2 separate regions of the Drosophila melanogaster genome follow, and region 2 is linked to region 1. A link is a contact called in public Hi-C data. All regions are on one chromosome and are shown on one strand. The core of a region is the stretch at or near the end of the contact, and the rest is flanking DNA. Distances in the headings are between cores, read along the strand shown.

The links. A called contact is a pair of places that touch in the nucleus more often than the background predicts.
Region 2: a Hi-C map of the Kc167 cell line shows a contact between it and region 1, with 4 times the contacts expected there. The contact joins the promoter of Mnt here to the promoter of lncRNA:CR44999 in region 1. A contact is called at or near these places in 14 of 107 Hi-C or Micro-C datasets (the Clone 8 cell line, the D17-c3 cell line, the Kc167 cell line and 7 more) and 2 of 6 datasets of contacts at active chromatin or transcription factors (both in the Kc167 cell line).

The regions. Positions count from the first base shown.
Region 1 is chrX:3,370,119-3,375,321 of dm6, reverse strand. It overlaps lncRNA:CR44999 (long non-coding RNA:CR44999), which reads right to left and starts at 2,163. Exons shown (of 4, transcript NR_123782.1): 1 at 1,599-2,163; 2 at 1-382. Myc (Myc,) reads right to left here and starts at 2,163. Exons shown (of 3, transcript NM_001272275.1): 1 at 1,599-2,163; 2 at 1-378. The coding sequence starts at 316.
Region 2 is chrX:3,669,260-3,674,462 of dm6, reverse strand. It overlaps Mnt (Mnt,), which reads right to left and starts at 2,662. Exons shown (of 9, transcript NM_001169180.1): 1 at 2,424-2,662. Parg (Poly(ADP-ribose) glycohydrolase) reads left to right here and starts at 2,961. Exons shown (of 2, transcript NM_057973.4): 1 at 2,961-3,808; 2 at 3,876-5,203. The coding sequence starts at 3,096.

The sequences.
Region 1 (5,203 bases), core at 914-3,413:
CGGCACCGGTTTCGCTGTACGACGAGGCTGCACTGTTTCCGCTCTCTATTCCATTACCGTTACCGCTGGTCAAACAGCTGGACATCGCCGGCCACATGCAGTCGATGTTGCGGATCTCTGGCTTCATATCCTCCTCTAAGTCATAGTCTTGAAATACACTTTCCATGTCCTCGATCTTCTCGAGATCACTCTGAATGGTGGACGACGAAAGGAGTTTGTCCATATCGTACAGATCATTATCCATATCGAATATTGAAATATTTGAAAAAAGTTGGTCGTCCATTATGGAATACGGATCAGAGCGGTAAAGGGCCATTGCGATTATGTTGTCTGGGTTTTTTTTTCTTTCTATATATCTTAAGTTCCTGAGTTATATGCCTGTCTGAAAAATATAGATAAGGCGGAAATCGTTGTAGGTATGATTCTATATTTGAACTTAATTAAATAAATATGTCGGCAACACACTTTTTGAAAACTTCTTCAACATAAGGATTTTTGCAACATTTCAACTATAATGTAAGAGTAACTAAACTCCTAATATTATTATTGTATTAAGTCACGTTCTACTGTGCCAGATTTCACCTATAATGACGTCAGGCGATGTCGAGGGTTCAGCAAATGTTATCAAAAGCAAATTTAGCTTATAGCTTCATTTATACACTATTAACCATTTGAACCCGAAATCGTCAATCTTGGCGCTCTTGACAATAGCAAAAAAAAAAAAAAAATACATATACTAATGAAATAAACAAGGGCATAAAAGGAAAACCAAATATCAAATACCCAATTCCAGTTACTGAAAAATAAACGGTCCTTTTACCGATAAACGCAGACCTGCAAAGCTTACTGTGCTTTTCCCTTTTCGTAGAATCCGTTGCATTCCGGTAAACAAGTACGAGCAAAAACTAACAGTACATGTCTTTCGCAGAATCGAACGCAACCCGGTATATATTGAATTTCAGAATCATAGTAAAATTGGAATATCAACATTTATTAAATTATTATTTAAATCTTTTTAAATTTATTAAGCTAATTTATTTCTTTTTTAATTTATCAAGCTAATTTATTTCTTTTTTAATTTATCAAGCTAATTTATTTCTTTTTTTAATTAATTGATTTATTTCTCCTTTAAAAAGTTTAATACTTTCGTAAAAATTTTGGGACCATTTTATTTAATTACTTTGGAGCCCCAGAGTTCTGGAATTTTCGAACATTACCAACTCGTTTCAACGCCATCAAAGCGTTTTTAATACTTGCCAGCATTAAGAAGAATTTCACAAAACAATAAAGAACTTTGTAGAATTTTGTTTTGCAAAATTCGTCCACTTCCACTTTTCTATTGTCTCACTTTTTGTTCTTAATTTCTTGTAAGCACTTGATTCTTAACATTCCTTCTGAGTTCCTAGAATCCGTTATTTCGTATCGATTTGTGCGGCCATGATCACTGATTTGTCATTGTGTGTGAGAGCACCGTTAAAAGTTAAGCTATTTCACCTTTCCCAGAAATTCTATTTTGAATTCCCCGTAGTGGCGCGATTTTTGAAGTCGTTGCGTTCCGATAAATAATATATATTATATATATATATCTTTGCACTCACCTCGCTGAACATAGTTTCCGTATCCGTCTCTATTTAATTGATTGTAATCCAATTTAGTTAGCTTCCTTTGCTTTCCAGTCGCTTTCGGCTATATCTATTTCTATCCCGTTCCCGTGCCGCCAGCAAGTTGGGCACTTTTTTTTTTGCGTCAAAGAAGGGGAAAGACGGAGAAAAAACACCAAAAAAAGGGACACAAAAAAAAATTCTTCCCGTTTATTTTGCACTAGCTGATTTTTTTTAAAAAATCTTTTTTTAATTCTAGTTTTTCACAAGTTTTTGTTTCTGCTTTGGAGAAGATTTTTTTTTATGTATTTGCGCGGTTTTAAGTCGGCTCTTAGGTTATTTCTGGGATTTAGCACTTTTGTAACTTGGCTGTGACAGTTGTTAGTAGTAGTTGTATATTTTAAAACGTGTTGCTTCAGGTTTTACTACAGAACTATTTATATAGCGTTTGGTTTTTTTTTTTTGTATCGGGCGGAAAACAGGCAAAAATCCAATCCACAAAGCGATTCTCTGAATTACCCGCGGTGAACTGAACACGCGACGCCACAGAAATAGTGCCCGTTTCATGTTGTCTGTGGCTTAAATAAAATTTCTATCGTACCAGACTGCCGCGCTCTCTGCGCTCTCACTGCGCATGCTCACTGCTGCTCTCTTTGCTGGAATTCGCTTTAAGTGGTGAGAATAGGAGCTTCAACAAAAATCTTCTTTGACATTTGGATCACATTTAGATCACATTTGGATTCATCACGATTTGTTAATACTCGAAGGTTTTCAAATAGTACGCAATGCATTTAAAATGATCAATGTTTCTTTGCCTCTCCCGCACACTGGTTCACATAACAGCATCAGTTTGCCGGTATTTTTTTTTTGAGTGAAAGAGAGTGAGATTTTTGAGTGGTGTTTACAATAATTGAGCGCAAACAAAATTGAGACAAATCGCAAATTGCTCCGTAAATAAAAACATAAACAATTAACTTGAACTGGCTCAAAATGTTTTTGTGAAATAAATGCAATACGAAAATGTGTAGTTGACTGGAAATCAAAACAAAATTTTATTCATTTCCTTAATTTACTTACGGTATGTATATTAAAATATAGAAATTAAATTTATAAATATACGCATTTATTTATGTTAATGTTAATCGACATAAAACTACAGGTTTCAATTGCTTTTCTGTGGCATTATTTGGGATTCTTCATTGCCGCATAAATGTTTCCTATTTTTAAATCGATTTATTTTAAGCTCTATTCCTTTTTGCGTAGAAGTTGCGAGAAGTTGTTCATTCCCTCTTGCTTTGGCGCCTTACATTTCTTTCGTATTTCCTTCTTGCCCTTTCCTTTATCTATGCATGCATTTACCGTACTTTTTTTTATGTGCGTGTGTGCCTTTGTCACCTCTTTGTCTGCCACGCAACTTCATTTTCCGTTTTGTCAAGTTGATTGAACTTGTGAACTTTGTAAACAATGCAGAATTCATTTAACAATAATAGAAAAGTTAGGCCGCATGGTAGAAACAAAAGAAGAGCCAAACATTTTGTTAACGAATTAAACGATGCCAAGGAAATGTAAAAAGAAAGGGAAAAGAATAGAAACCAGCCAAAAATATTACAACTTTGGAAAGAAGAAGTTGTGGAAGAAGTAGAAAAGGGTAATAAGGTAAAGGCGGATAGGAAGCAAGGGGACCTTGAATGAAAAATAGAATATAACATGCACAAGCATACGTCTCTACATACATACATACATATGTATGTATGCACATTCCAACAAACTTCTTAATAACTGTTTGTAAAATACAATGTACATAGTATGTGTACTACATACAAATAATGATTTGTGCATGTGTACATATGTTTATCGCACAAATATGTACATATGTACACATATATCAACCTTTAAAAATCGACTTGAAAGGACCTGCATTTTGAATTTTGCCCCTTTTAGAGAGTATTAAATCATCAGGTGGTTCCGACGCAAAGTTCCTCCCGCTTTCTACACCCCGTCGATTTTGTTACGTTTCGCTTTGATTTTCATTTCCACAACTTTTAGTGCACAACATAGCGCTTTTGGCGCGTGCATCTGCCCTCTCTTTCACACGCTTTGTTTTGATTTCGCAACGAGGCGAACCAGCAAAAAAAAAATGCACGCTGCACACTCGCCCAACTACTCTGCAATTTGCACATTTAATTAATTGTTTGTACAAGCGACATATTAAAAAAAAAAAAAAATTGTTTAATTCTTCTGTCAATGGAAATCACAAACAGCCCAATAAAATTCACCTTCCAACATTCCGCTTTAGTATCCATAAGCATACAAACAGCCATTCGTTGGCAAAAAGCGATATGCTCCACTTTTACAGGGTACAACTGCGTCACAGACAAAAAGAAATGGTCCCGCAATTTGCGAGCTTTTGTCCGTCCAAGTTCTCGATTTCAATAAGTAATATTTCTTGTGTTTCGATGTTTGCGCAATTTATGTTTGCGTGTGCTGCTTGTTTTTGTAATAGTATTAAACTATTTTCTGCACTTTTTTTTTGTTTCGCGGGTAAATGGAAAGTGTGCATGGCGAGATAAAACAACTGCGTAAATAACGGCAGCAAGTGGCTGCCGAGTTTCCATATCTAGTTTGTCAAGAATTTGCAAGCTTTCAAAAAATTGGCCGTAAAAATGCAATGCATTGGCAGTAAATCGAATAAACCGGCAGTTATGGGAAACATCGAAAATATAGAAAGAATGGAGCAACTCAGGAAAGTGAAATGTAAGTACATAAATATACATATGTACATACATACATATTAGCATTAGCAGGTTACGTTGTATGCACAACCTTATTGAGTGTATTGATAGTACTAGTACTAGAATGAGGTTCATCCCATTCGCAGGCGCATTTGACTCGGCATTTAACGGTCTACACGTGCAGCAACAATGTAACTTTGACGCCAGCGTCGACAGGTGTACCCGGCGTAATTGTTTTGCGATAATGCCGGGGCCTTGCAGTTGCAGTTATGCTCACCGTAGGCCAGAAACGATCGCCTTCCATTGATAAGGCGAATAATCGTAAATTGCATTGCGCACTAGTCTTTCTTTTGCAACAATGTCGCTATCTTCGACTTCTTATTTTTTTTCACGTTACCCATGTATTGGTATTTTACTACAAAAACGTAAAAATACGTTCAAATCTAAGGCGACGAAAAATCACACCCTCTCTTTAAGTGTTATTTCGAATTGTAGGTACTTTTATTATAATACGCAATAAGGAAAGTTTTACAGGTATTTTGATTGTATGGATGGATTCATGTCATTACATAAATACTAAAAATATTCATTCAAATATTCATAGAAACTCAACGTTTGCAAGGTGTACCGTACATGCGTGTATATGTATATGTGTATATATGTACGTACAATTGTATGTTATTTGTCATTCCCTTTTTGGCGCCATCCATCTATTTAGACGCCAATCGTATTAGAAGATAACGCATAAGCAAACCTTCAATTATAATTTATTTGAGGAGGTCAAGAACTCGAGTATTTTAGCACAAATAGCTAGCACAGTCGAAGTATAGAATATGTATGTGTAAGTATTTATTCCATTTTTAAATGCTA
Region 2 (5,203 bases), core at 1,413-3,912, 300 kb before region 1:
GATGATGCAAAACATAAATAGATAATCTGCATTTAATGTTGAACATAATATGTATACATACTTGCTATTAATACATAATTTCAGATACCAAAAATCAAAGGCGTCTTATTCGTTTAAGAATTCTTCCCATTAACAAGCGAATTCGCAAACTCTATTTGTTTTTTTGTTGAAAAGAAAATTTGCTCTTCTTTGTGATATTTGTTGTATATTTTTTCTTCCCCATTTCGCATTGCAGGCGTCTCAGTTTCGCTTTTTCCGTCTTATACTCGCAGAACTCTCAAGGTCATCAGCGCATGCGAATTTTATTTTTTTGCACTCTGTTGTTGTTCTTATTTTGTTTGTTTGAGAGTGTGCGAATATTTACTGGCAAAAAAAAAAGAAATAAATTGTGGGTTTGCTGGGTACGCGAAGGGATCCCGGTGGCTGGGCGATAAAGTTGAGCGACCCTCCTTAGCAACACGTGTGGCCAGCCCTCTCTTTCTAGTCAACTATTTACGTTTCTCTCTCTCTCTCTGCATGCTTGCACTTGTGTGAACAGCACTGCATTGCACAATTGCAATAAAAACTTAAAAACAGTTGTAGGATTTTTTGACAATTATTTCTGGCTTTATAAGTTAGCTAGGAGTGCTTGGATGCAGTGGAGGATAGATACATATATACATTCATATATAGTTGCACATAGCCAGTGCAGCCTGTAACTGCAAGGTTTTCTCCACTCTATCTTCCTCCTCTCGTTCATCATTTTGCACTTTGTTTTGCCAACGTGAGCCAAGTCGCGTTGACAAAACCCAAGAAAAAAGTCGAAACACAAACAAGCAAACGCAATTGTATTTATCATTTCAGTTTTGTTTTTTATTGCATACAACTGAAGCCTCCCCCAATCAAAAGCAAGTCAATGCGAATAAATATACTTATAGATTAAGGCGTTTAACAAAATAAATAACTTCTAGATCCATTTGCAGATGTTTTTATTCGATCTTTTAAGCCCAAACATTTCAAACAATTCGGGATCACATGATATAATTCGACTTTCGCACATAAATATGTGTACAGTGATCACTCGTAAAAAGAACTCATTGATGTTATTCTATACATACATATATTATTATATTTTATGCTTATTCCATACTTTATTCTTCATACAATACAATCTGCCTACCATATAATTTATGGTAACATTGCTTTAATTATGTGTGAAGTGCATCAGAATTCGGATACAAAAATGAATTATTTCTTTAAAATCTGTATATTAATTAATAAAGAACAGAAATTTCCACAAATATGTAAATTGAATTTTCAAATTGGTTTGGTTCCCTCGTTTTGTTTAATTTCTGAAACTGACTCATGGAAGTGCAGTCTTCTGCTTCTTTCAGCTGTTGATTAGTATAAGTTCATGCTTTTGAGGTGACCTTGAAAAGTTTACTAACATCGCGTTTTCGTCGCTCGCTTTTTCCAAGCGATTATTCGGCTCTATGCATTTTTGTTGTTGCTTGTTTTTTTTGCCAACCCCCGAAACGCCACCCCCGATTATTCCTAGTATTTTCGCTGACGCAAATGAGAAAAGAGAAAGCTCTACATGTACAGTGCAGACTCCCATTGCGTTAAAGTTCATCAACGAAATCTAAATGCTCGGGATTTACACCTTTTTCTGAAAATTTATTTAGTAAAATAAATTTCACTTAATATCTGGTCTCTTTCTCTCTCTATCTCTTTATGTGAAAATCGATCGTTTAACTTATTGAGAGTTGACAGTACTTTTTTCGAGTATTTCTAGGTTATGGTCAAGGCGAAATCTAAGCAAATTTGAAGGCTACGCTCAGGTACGAAGAGCGATGAAGAGAAACGCCTCTTCTTTGTAGAATTCTACTGATAATTCGATTTTTGTTTTTGTGTTTTTTTTTTTTGCTTCTCCTTGCAAAGCTTTTTCGTTTGTTTACGCAAAAAGGAGAGAAAGAGATGGTGCAAACAAATTTCGCGGAGAGATAAAGGTGTGTTGAACTTTAGCAAAAGTACATTTCATAAATTATATTTATTTTGGTTTTTAGCTAGCTGTGAATTTGCTTTTGCGTTTTCCTCAGATGCAAGTGTGTGTGCAAATTATGTATGACCTTTTTTGTATTGTTTTTGCGACGCTTTCAAAACAAACAACTGCGCTCTCTCTCTCTCCCTCTCTCGCTCTCTTGTGTCCATTCTCAGAGTCTTTGCACGTGTATGCAGCGGTTTCTCTTCCTCTTTTCAACACGTAAGCTTGAGCAAAATACCACAATCACATAAATATATACATAGGTGCGAGTGACAGTGCCACATTAAGGGTTAAAAACTGAAAAAATTTGATTTGACCACTGACGTCAACGAAATAACATTTTCTTGCCAAACGTGATTATAAAAACATAAAACAGCAATTACTTTCCGCCGCTTCTTACCTTTTTGAGTATTAAATACATTTATAAAAGTTTCGCAGACGCCTTTAACTTGATTTTCCTTGGTAATATGCACTATTATTTTTACCGCACGAAGGACAGGAAAAAATCCTTTCACTTAACGTAAAACTTGGCGCTCGTTATGATAGTTTTACACTTTAAAAAAAAATTAGAGAAAATAGTTGACAAATTGCTGGAAGATTTGTTTTTTTTTTCTTTTTGTTTGTTGTTGTTCCTTCGGCGGTTATATTTGCAATTCGCATTGCAACGGACACAGTGTTGGTATTTCTCGTGCTGGTATTTAAATACTAGCGACAATGAGAGGTAAAATACCACATGTAATGGTCACACTTTCGCCCGCCGAATTCAAGGCAATGCAATTTTGAATTTGTTATTGATTCATTCTCAAACGAATACCAACATATATTTGAATATATTTCGATATATAAACGCTTCAATTCACTACGCTTCAATCGAAGTGTGTGGTATTTATAAAGTGCGATATTCATCACAGCTATCGCTCATCCCCAAAACACCGGTATGCAAGAATTCAGGTCACACTTGATTTTTCCGATATTCCAAAAGGTTTACCAATCTACGGCAAATCGCCGCAGAGCAAGTGCATCCGTGCTGACCAATCGACTCGGCAAGGCTTTGTGCTTAAACTGCGCCAGGATGTCGAAGTCGCCGGATGGCGGGATTTCCGAAATAGAAACGGAGGAGGAGCCGGAAAATCTGGCGAACTCCCTAGATGATTCGTGGCGTGGAGTTTCCATGGAGGCTATACATCGTAATCGGCAGCCTTTCGAATTGGAGAATTTGCCACCAGTGACTGCCGGCAATCTCCACCGGGTTATGTACCAGCTGCCAATTCGTGAAACACCGCCACGCCCCTACAAATCACCGGGAAAGTGGGACTCCGAGCATGTGCGTCTGCCCTGTGCGCCCGAGTCGAAATATCCGAGGGAGAATCCGGATGGCAGCACCACCATCGATTTTCGCTGGGAAATGATCGAACGAGCCCTTCTGCAGCCCATAAAGACGTGTGAGGAACTGCAGGCGGCGATAATATCATATAATACCACCTATAGGGATCAGTGGCACTTTCGTGCCCTTCATCAACTTCTCGACGAGGAACTGGACGAGAGCGAAACACGGGTTTTCTTCGAGGATCTATTGCCGCGCATTATCCGATTGGCATTGCGGCTACCGGACTTGATTCAATCGCCAGTTCCGCTGCTCAAGCACCACAAGAACGCCTCATTGAGCCTGAGCCAACAGCAGATCTCCTGCCTGTTGGCCAATGCCTTCCTGTGCACCTTTCCCCGGAGAAACACCCTCAAGAGGAAGTCCGAGTACAGCACTTTTCCAGACATCAACTTTAACAGGTGAGCGTCCACCAGATTCGTATATCTTCAGTCGAAGTATGTTAAATATATTCGATTCCATCAAAAGGCTTTACCAATCGACGGGACCGGCAGTTCTGGAGAAGCTTAAATGCATTATGCACTATTTTCGTCGCGTGTGTCCCACAGAGCGGGATGCCAGCAATGTGCCCACCGGTGTGGTAACCTTTGTTCGTCGGAGCGGATTGCCGGAACATCTGATCGACTGGAGCCAAAGTGCGGCGCCGTTGGGTGATGTGCCATTGCACGTGGATGCCGAGGGAACAATCGAGGATGAGGGCATTGGACTGCTGCAAGTAGACTTTGCCAACAAATATTTGGGTGGCGGTGTCTTGGGACATGGCTGCGTTCAGGAGGAGATACGCTTTGTTATCTGTCCGGAGCTATTGGTGGGTAAACTCTTTACGGAGTGTCTGCGACCATTCGAGGCCCTGGTGATGTTGGGCGCCGAAAGGTATAGTAACTATACGGGATATGCCGGAAGCTTCGAGTGGTCCGGCAACTTTGAGGATTCAACGCCAAGAGATAGCTCAGGTCGTCGACAAACGGCCATTGTGGCAATCGATGCCCTACATTTTGCCCAGTCACATCATCAATATCGCGAGGATCTCATGGAAAGGGAGCTGAACAAGGCGTACATTGGATTTGTTCACTGGATGGTGACGCCGCCACCGGGTGTGGCAACTGGTAACTGGGGTTGCGGCGCATTCGGCGGTGACTCCTATCTGAAAGCCCTGCTGCAACTTATGGTCTGCGCCCAGTTGGGCAGACCTTTGGCCTACTATACCTTTGGAAATGTGGAGTTTAGGGATGATTTTCATGAAATGTGGCTGTTGTTTCGAAATGACGGGACTACGGTGCAGCAGCTTTGGAGTATTTTAAGGTCGTACAGTAGGCTTATTAAGGAGAAGAGCTCCAAGGAGCCGCGTGAGAATAAGGCATCCAAAAAGAAGCTATATGATTTTATTAAAGAGGAACTTAAGAAGGTCAGAGATGTGCCCGGAGAGGGAGCATCCGCCGAAGCTGGAAGCTCTAGAGTAGCTGGATTAGGCGAAGGAAAATCAGAAACATCAGCGAAATCCTCGCCAGAACTCAACAAGCAACCCGCCCGACCGCAAATCACCATAACGCAACAAAGTACCGATCTATTGCCCGCGCAATTATCGCAAGATAACTCAAATTCTTCGGAAGATCAGGCCCTTCTTATGCTGTCGGACGATGAGGAGGCCAATGCCATGATGGAGGCCGCTAGTCTGGAGGCTAAAAGCAGCGTAGAAATAAGCAACAGCAGCACAACGTCCAAAACGAGCAGTACAGCCACGAAATCAATGGGTTCAGGTGGCCGCCAGTTGAGCCTGCTCGAGATGCTGGACACCC